Regions from separate parts of the Mus musculus genome. Here regions 1 and 3 are each linked to region 2. Evidence: chromatin contacts called from public Hi-C data. All regions are on one chromosome and are shown on one strand. The core of a region is the stretch at or near the end of the contact, and the rest is flanking DNA. Distances in the headings are between cores, read along the strand shown.

Region 1 (2,770 bases), core at 32-2,531, 450 kb before region 2:
TTTTTGTCATGAAGGTTTGCTTTTAGTTTAATTTGTTTGGTTGGTTTTGTTAGAGTCACCTCAATTTTTCTTCTAGGAAAATCAGATAGAGTAACTTCCCTTGGGCAGACTGTTCTCGAGAGACTGTAGAGCGTGCTGAAGGGGTTTATAAGTCACAGACCACAAGCTGATGCATGAGCGGCTCTATCTGTGACTACACTGATGGCTTAAAAAAACAAAAACAAAAAAACCCTTTGCATCTTGAAAAGCTTTGTATTTTTTAAGACAGTAACAGGCGTACTGCTGTTTCATCTTCCTGCTTCCCAAACAGGCATATGGCTTCTTTTAACTATGTGTATTTGAGAGCAAGAATCCTATTTCCACACACTCTAAAAACTAAAAAACCCACACCGCAACACGGTGTTCAAATATTTGGTAAAGAACATCTTGTGAAATACTTACTGGCTTATGTGAAAAGCTTTATTTCTATAAAGTATGTGAGACTGCAAAAGATGTGATTTGTTCAATGATAAACTAAGGCCATCCACATAAATGTTGTGTCTTTTTATTGCATTTTTGTTTTGTTGTTAAGACAAGGTCTTATGTAGCTCAATCAGGCCTCAAAATGCTTTATAGTCAAAGCTGTCTTCAAACTTCTGATCCTGAGGTCTCAGCCTCCCAAATGCCAAGATTACAGGAGCACCACACCACACTTAGCTCTCTATTTTCCTGTTACTCACACCCTCAAAGGCTCAACATTATCCTACATGCAAAAACAGCATGTCAAGTTTTCTCCAAACACACCAGTTATCACTGAATCTTAATAATACTTTAAAAATTACTAATTAAAGCCAGGCATGGTGATAGATGCCTTTCAGCACTTGGGAGGCAAAGACAAACAGATCTCTTTGGGTTCAAGGCCAGCTTAGTCTACACAGTGGGTTTCAGGTCAGCCAGGGGTAACATAGTGAGATTACATCTCAAGCAAATGAACAAACAAACAAAACTGTCTGGTCAAAATGCTAACAGATAGCTCGAGGACAAGTCTGAAGGAATCCAGACCCAATAAAGATTAACAGCCACTTAAAATGATTGCCCTTGCCTTTCAGGAGCAAGGGATGTTCTCAGCTCTGGCTTCTCTCAACTCTTCTTCCTAAGCCACAAAATGCAAAAGAGCTGAAGAATTCTGTCTTCTTGGGACAAAGGCTATATTTATTGATTTCTATGATCATGTTAAGATCGGTGAAGGAAGAGACGAGCTTCCCTCAGTCTTTTCACAAATTTAGGTTACCCACGGGCTCTCCTATTTCTCTTCTCTTCCATAACTCCAGTACAACCGCAGTAAAGGGTCTCATCAAACGAAGCAGCATCAGTGAAGAGCCATAGGGGCTGATGGTAAGTGTAAGTAGCAGAAACCCCTCACCCTGCTCGAGAGCGAGCCAGAGCACACGGATGCTTTCTCAGACATTATTCATCACACAGCTGTCCCCTACTTCCTGAAATAATCTCACGAGCTAGAAGCAGACAAACTAGAATACTAGGACTTAGTATTCAAATACCAGACAAACTTCAGGAATTTATCTTAGCTACCATCAGACTTCAAGAGAAATGAAAACAATATGATACACTATGCCACGTAAACACACTATTTAGCTAAAAGCTGCAATCTAGGTAAGTTTAAGTTACAACATGCAGATTTGGTAAAGATTCCTCTCAGAAATCCACTTCCTTCTTTTCTAGATAGCCACATAAACCAAACCTTGAATCAAAATACATTTTGTAAAGGTGAAGCAAGTACCCAAAGCACTAATTCTTAGACCCAAACAACAACTCACGTGGCCCAATGTCCAGACCTCGTGCATGTGTTCTCAATAACTGCTAAGTCAGTTTAGGATGTGAGTTTAGACCTGATCCCAAGCATGTGACCAAAATACAGTCATCCAGAAGCGGAAAGTCAAGTATTAAGGTTTTTTTTTTTTTATTTCCCTCTACTAAACAAAGCAAAAACAAACAAACAAAAACAAAACAAGACAAAACCTTAATATAGCTAATATAGTATCTGAGTCAGGAAGGCAATATTCCTGAAAAACTATGCCACCTATGCTAAACATTCTACTTGAGATCAGAATTTAAAATTTTTTCAAATAATCTAAAACAGAAACCACCCTAGATCTCCCCTAAGAAGAAGGAGGATTTTAAGAACTGGCTTAGAAGGCAGATGGAAATGCTTGTGGGGATGTAATTAATTTTTAGGGTCTTGTTGCTTTCATTAGTCCTCATAGCATCTATACATTTTGGAGGACTCTACCCCCACCCACTCTTTCCTGCAATTTCTGCAGTTTGGAGACTACAATCTTGCAACATATGAACCCATACATAGGGATATAGGAGAAATATCTGGCATGTGGAGAAAGCCTATCTAAAGAAGGAATGATGAAATGCAACTTAAAGGCAGAATTCCAGTAAAAGAGATAGCTTAGTTTGCTTTTTTCCCCTTTGTCCACAATAGCTTTACTGATGAAGCAACTCTGCAAGTCAGACTATCGTTCAATAGATAAAAGGACCATTAATCTCTTTTCCTTCTCTCAGCAAAGCTTGTTACAGGTCTTCAACCTCTTTGCTGTTTTTTCTAACAATCAAAGTCGTCTGTCCTAACTTTCACTGCTTTCTTACCAGAAACTCTGTGGAAAGTTTAGTTTCCTATTTCTCTTTCTCACAACTAGAAGCTAAGTCTTCACACTCTCTAGTCTAACATTATATTAAGAAGTCCTTTCTGTATTTTTTCTGTATT
Region 2 (2,827 bases), core at 92-2,591:
CTCATCAGTGGATTGAGCAAAGCTGTGGCAGAGCAAATCCAGGTTTATGCACCACATTAGTTATCCAACAGACAAAGAAACATCTGCGCCACACTAGTTATCCAACAAAGAAAAATCCACACCACACTAGTTATCCAACAGACAAAGAAACATCCACACAGGGCCGGGGAGGCAGCTCCGTGGTTAAAGCACTTGCCTGGCACGCATGAGGACCTCAGATCCTCGGAACCAATGAAAATATTGAATCTGGAGGCCCATCTGAAAATTTAGCCTCTTGTAGTTAAGACGGAGGCTTCCTGAAAGCAATCTGGCTAGCAGGACCAGCCATGTCTAAGAGCTCCAAGTTTGATTGAAGGAACCTTCCTGCCTCAAAGAAAAATGTGGAAAAGCAACTGAGGGTGATTCTAGACATGAACCTCAGGCCTCTAGATCCATGTGAACATATGTGAACATTTACTGCCCCCACACGTGCAAAACATGCATGTGTACAGACAGACACACACACACACACACACACACACACACACACACACACACACACATGAATATTGGGGGACAGGAATAAGAAGACTCAATCAGTAGAGTGACCCAGGAGGAACCTAGGGAAGGCTTAGTGGACAGAGGGCTTAGAAGAATATAGCTCCGCCCATTCAAGGCTACTCTCTGTGAGCAAAGCCTCACTCAGAGGCTCACAGGTTCCTTGAAAGAAGTGGTGGGAGCCCCTTTGGACTGGGTTCCAAGATGGTGTGAGTCGAAGGGTGGGTCCTTCTGAGAACAGGAATGCTGCCTTGTACATTAATGCATTTTGATACACCCTCACAAGGCGCACACAGCCTTCCTCCTCAAACCCGCCATATCTGCAGGGAATAATCACTGTCACATAGTACAGCAAGAAATCCCGACCTCATGTTCCTCTGTCCAAAACCTGTGGGGAAGAAAAGCAAGGCTAGTCTACCACTTGTTCACACAGCCTTACACAGCGTGTAGCTGCTGGGGACAAGGAAGTGAAGGCCAAGCGGCCCCCAGCCTCTCTGACCCCAGCGGTTGTCACCATTGTCCATTGCTTATAAATTGTCAGAACAAACAGAAAACGTGAACTCAGACGACCTTGAGGAAGCCACAATTCAGGAAGGAGTCCGTGAGCCCTGGTCAGAAGCCTGTGCTTGGAGCAGCCTGGGTCCTCCCGGGTTGAGGTTCCCCCTGTGGCCTCAGCCCCTGTGTGGTGCTTATTGGAAAGTCTTGCCTTTCCCTTCACTTCCTCTCTCTCCTGTCTTCACCCTGAATGGGAAACAGCTGGCCAGCCTCCATCTTCCTTGAAGGTGGTTATTGAGTTCTGCCCGGTTTCGGTTTCATTTTCCTTCCGTATGCATTGTGCTTTGTCACTTACCAGGCGTCTAAGGTGCCGTGCAAGCAGGAAAACTCATTACTGCCACAATGACTGCTGCCTCTGTGCCTTCCAGGAGGCACGAGGCCTGTGGGCTGTAAGGCAATGAATACAACTAAAGGAGAGAAGAGGCGCATGCAGGGCGGGGGAGGGCAGGAGAGATTATATGGAAATGATTGCTTTTTTCAGCAAATCTGACGCTTGCCCTGACAGGAAGTGATTGAGAAAGTGGACACTGGTGGGCTAATTAGCCACTTGGGGAAAGTTAGACAGTATTTTTGTGCATGGCAAGAGGGATTTCCTCAGAAGTGGTCCCAGATCTGAGAAGTTGACTCCAGGGCAAGGCAGGTGCAGAGAGCAGCAAGACCCTGGAAGGGAAGCCTGACCTGCAGAGTAGGTGTCATGAAATATGACAAAGGCGAACCAGGGCAGTCAGAGGTCCCGGTGGGATCAATGACAATGTCAGGCCTTGCAGAAAGGCCTGGAGAAACGGTGAGGAAAGAACACTTACACATGTAGTCCACGCTTAATAAAAGAGTAATTCCAATGACATTGGATTAATAAATATCACTTCGAGAGATCGCTGCACCCAAGTTTAAGACGGAAAGAATATAAACTAAGGTAAACAGAGAAGAGAGAGAGGAGATGGGTTACTGGACGGGGAAATGCCAGTTTGTTTGTACCAGATCATTTCAGCTGTCCAAACCCACTGTCACCTGGACAGTAAAGACGTTGCTGCCTTTTGGCAGCTCCATAGACTTTTTTTTTTCTTTAAAAAGGCTTCTTTTGCAAAGTTGATTTTAACATAAGTCTTGAGCAAGCTTAACATGTAAAACCCCACTCAGGGCCAGTGCAGTTACGTTAGGGTTTTAATTTTCCCTTGCAGGCAGAATTTCTCTCTCTGCTGGTTACTGTACACGCCTGCCAAGAGCATAAAAGAGCCATCATGGGAAAGTGTTTCCAATGCTGGGAGCCAATCCAGGCCTGTCCCGGAGGCTGGTGGCCAATCAATGTGAGTGAGGACAGCTGAGGGGAGACGAATGTTCCTAGGCTTCTCGGGGGGTTGACAGCACCTCTGTGCATGACGGCTACTGCTGGAAAGACAAGTTTGTGGTGGTTTCCAGCGAGGTTTATCTTCGGAATCCGTTAGAGATTGTTTTCTGCCAGCAGGGATAAGCTCAAACTCAACCTTGGAGCTCAGAATGATGGTATGGACGCTGGCTCCTTTTTATACACCACCCAAGCCATCCTGACACCCCCCCCTTCAGAAACAGGAATTCCAGAAATGGGGGTGCAAGAAAGGAATGCAAGGGGTGCTTTATAGTAAATAGTATCTTTGCCTCCTTACCAGCCTCCCACCCCACCCCCTTCATACTGCTCTTGTGGTATTTAGAGTAACACCAGGCTGTCCTGAGTTGACAACTGCATTTGTATCCTGTGGTC
Region 3 (3,224 bases), core at 707-3,206, 280 kb after region 2:
CATTATTTGTTTTTTGATTATCTGTTACAGGGTTTCTGTGTGTAGTCCTGGCTGTCTTGAAACTCACTCTGTAGACCAGGCTAGACTCAAACTAAGAGATCTACCTGCCTCTGCCTCCCAAGTGCTGAGATTAAAGGTGTGTCCCATCACCACTTGACTGAGATATGAGTATTTTTTGGTGTATTTGGATTTGAACCTAAATCCTTACACATGTTAGGCAGGCACTTTCATTGAGCTATATCTACAACCAGTTAGATGATCCTTTAAAAAAAAGCTTAGGGGTAGTAGTGAATGTGGTAAGATGTCCCAGTGGCCACTGGAAACATTGACACTCTTGTATGTTGTCCCTATCTTCCAGAGACCTACTCTCTTAGTGAAAAGACAAATATCAGGGTGAAATGTGCAATTATTTGGGATAGGAATTAGCACAGAGGCTAGGGAGATGGCTTGCAACAAAAGCATGAAGACCTGAGTTCAAATCCCCACCAATCAGGTAAGAAACTGGGTGTAGTAGTGTATGATGTAACTCCAGGACTATGTCTGTGTCTGGGAGACAGAGACAGGACTTGTAGTTTTCAACTTACACACACACACACACACACACACACACAAACACACACACACACACATACACACACACACACACACACGCACACACACACGAGAGAGAGAGAGAGAGAGAGAGAGAGAGAGAGAGAGAGAGAGAGAGAGAGAGAGAGACACCCTGTCTCAAGGACATAAAGAGAATTCCTGAAGGGCACATGAAGATAGAATTTAGAAGAATTGAGTTCATCTTCTGTTGAGACAAGGTTTCCTCTCGTATCTCAGGGTGGCTTGAAACCCTGCCCCCCTTGATCTCCTGCCTTTACCATGCCTGGCTAAGGATTGGATTTTTAACTAACCCTTTCTCATAGCAGTTACACTCCCCTAGGTACAACTCCAAAATTCACTTACACGTTTAATACCCCTTTGTGAAATAGTTTGGGCTGAGGTACTACAGATTTTGGATTCTTTCAAGGTTTAGAATAGTTGTGCACACATAAGGATGTATCTCAGGACTCACATCTAAACAGGAATTATACTTACGTTTCATACACATCTTAGACATACAGTCTGAAGGGTACTTTTTAAAAATAATTTTATTCATTAAACATATTTTCCCTCTTATGGCATCCTGGTGGTGTTCAACAAGTTACATCTTTTGGAACAATTTGGAATTTTGAATTAAGGATGTCTTCCTGTCTTTCATGATCATTATTAAGGATATATTCCTGTTCTGAAGAGAATTAAAGGACAACATTTCTAGAGACCCATGCATTTCTTTTCTCTTTTTACAGAGACAAGCCTAATGTACATGGCACACATGCTTCTTGGAGCCCACAGAGGAGGCTGGGATACCTGGGAGCAGAAGCCTCCTGTCCTCCCTCTGACAGGTCCATCTCACAGTCCTGGCATCATGGTATCTCACTACTCCATTCTTTCTTCTTCTTTCACTGGCTTGAGTGTTCTTGCCACAACCAGCCCATGCTCTGTGCTGTCTGTGGAGACATCTCCAGGCATGCCTTCACCCTAAGCTCCATATACCCTTTCTTCTCCACCCAGCCTCTCCTGCCAGCCTTGCAAGCTCTTTGAAAAAAGCAGGAAAAAACCAATCCTAGGTAAGAAAAGAGAAAACAAATAGAACCCAGCACATCTAGAAACTCCCCTGCCTGGTGGAATACCCGCCCATGAAACAGGACAGTGGTACAGCTAAGCATGCCCTTAGATCTCAGGTAAAAAAAGATGTCTGGGATAAAGGCACACAACACGCACACAGAATCGCATATAAACTTGAATTGAAAGCAATATAAAGCTGATCTAACACTAGAAAATGGAGCCATGTGTCTACGAGCTGCTTGAGAAAGTGCTTCAGAACATAACGGAGTTTTTATAGCCCCCTTGAGGTTCAGCTCCCTTACAGTTTCCTGTTTTGGTCATATACCTTGCTGAGCATTGGTCACAGTACACAGCTGTGTTGTCACCCCCATGAGATGTAAGCTGCTCCTGTCACCTCAGGACCTTCCTTTGTGTCCCTTGGAATCAATCTCCTCCACCTCCATTGCAGCCCTGAGCCTAGCAACCACAGCTCTGTCACCTGTCACAATAACTTTGCTTTTGTTAAAAAAGGCATGGGATCACACAGGTTAGGCATGGGATCACACATTGGGGCCTTCCTTGGGTCTGGTTTCTTTCACTCAGCAGAGTTACCAAGACATATTCACGCTCTTGTAAGCTTCAGGAATTCATTTCTTTTAGTTGCAGGTTCCTGGCATGGTCATACCCTGCACTTTGTTTACCCACAGACAAACATTTGGACTTTCATGTGGGAGCTTATCGTAGACAAGGTTATATAAGTATCCAATCAAGTTTTCATATGGGCATATATAAAAAAGTACTTATTTATGTGTGTGAGTGTACACACACACACACACACACACACACACACACTCCCATGTACCAAAGTGTACGTGTGTGCACCACAAGCCTGCAGTGCTCAGTAGACTAGAAGATAGTGTCAGATCTCCTGGAACTGGAGTTATCTGCAGTTGTCAGCCACATGATGTGGGTGCTGGAAGTTGAACCAGGGTCTTCTGGAAGAGAAGCAGGTACTGTTAACTGTTGAATCATCTCTCTAGCCCTTGTGGCCTTTCTCTTGATACCCAGGGATGCAATCTAGGTGCATTAGAATATTGGTGCACATATAAAATAAAGCCACATTTCACTTTTAAAAGAAACTTGTGAGGCTTACCTCTAACAGGGGCACTAACATTTCATATTTTCACCATCAGTTAAGAAGTGTTCCAACTGCATTGCATCTTACTATTCTTCTTCACTTGTTTTAATCATAGCCATTTTATCATATATGGAAGGGTATCTATCTCATGGTGGATTGAATTTATATTTCCCTGCCAACTAAGTTGGTACTATACAACTTTGTGTGTGCTCACTGGCCATTCATTTTCCTTCTCTTGTAAATGTCTAGTCAAAACTTTTGCCCATTTCCCAATTGAATTATTTGTCTAATTACTGAATTTCAGGAGATATTTTTATTTTTAAATTGTTTTAATTAGATATTTTCTTTATTTACATTTCAAATGTTATCCCCTTTCCTAGTTTCCCCTCTGAAAATCCCCTATCCTCTCCACCCTCTCCCTGATCCCCAACCCATTCACTCCTGCTTCCTG

The links. Hi-C and Micro-C count contacts between places; a contact is called where the count stands out from the background.
Region 1: a Hi-C map of the HPC-7 cell line shows a contact between it and region 2, with 2.2 times the contacts expected there. The contact joins two enhancer-like sites. A contact is called at or near these places in 1 of 39 promoter capture datasets (the C10 cell line), 4 of 484 Hi-C or Micro-C datasets (CD4 T cells, the HPC-7 cell line, embryonic fibroblasts and 1 more), 2 of 115 datasets of contacts at active chromatin or transcription factors (bone marrow-derived macrophages and embryonic hindbrain) and 1 of 9 other capture datasets (embryonic stem cells).
Region 3: a Hi-C map of double positive thymocytes shows a contact between it and region 2, with 2.5 times the contacts expected there. The contact joins two enhancer-like sites. A contact is called at or near these places in 2 of 484 Hi-C or Micro-C datasets (bone marrow-derived macrophages and double positive thymocytes).

Annotation. Positions count from the first base shown.
Region 1 is chr2:18,371,155-18,373,924 of GRCm38.p6, forward strand. All of the region lies in intron 1 of Dnajc1 (DnaJ heat shock protein family (Hsp40) member C1), which reads right to left. Among named protein-coding and RNA genes, the nearest start is that of Dnajc1, 20 kb to the right of the region's middle. Within about 2 kb of position 1,282, at least 20 of the 459 cell types and tissues checked have an H3K27ac peak or open chromatin away from gene starts, as enhancers often do. A contact at or near this core is called in the HPC-7 cell line, where this site is marked.
Region 2 is chr2:18,820,545-18,823,371 of GRCm38.p6, forward strand. No RefSeq gene overlaps it. Among named protein-coding and RNA genes, the nearest start is that of Carlr, 20 kb to the left of the region's middle. Within about 2 kb of position 1,342, at least 248 of the 459 cell types and tissues checked have an H3K27ac peak or open chromatin away from gene starts, as enhancers often do. A contact at or near this core is called in the HPC-7 cell line and double positive thymocytes, where this site is marked.
Region 3 is chr2:19,097,050-19,100,273 of GRCm38.p6, forward strand. No RefSeq gene overlaps it. Among named protein-coding and RNA genes, the nearest start is that of Gm33592, 92 kb to the left of the region's middle. Within about 2 kb of position 1,957, at least 2 of the 459 cell types and tissues checked have an H3K27ac peak or open chromatin away from gene starts, as enhancers often do. A contact at or near this core is called in double positive thymocytes, where this site is marked.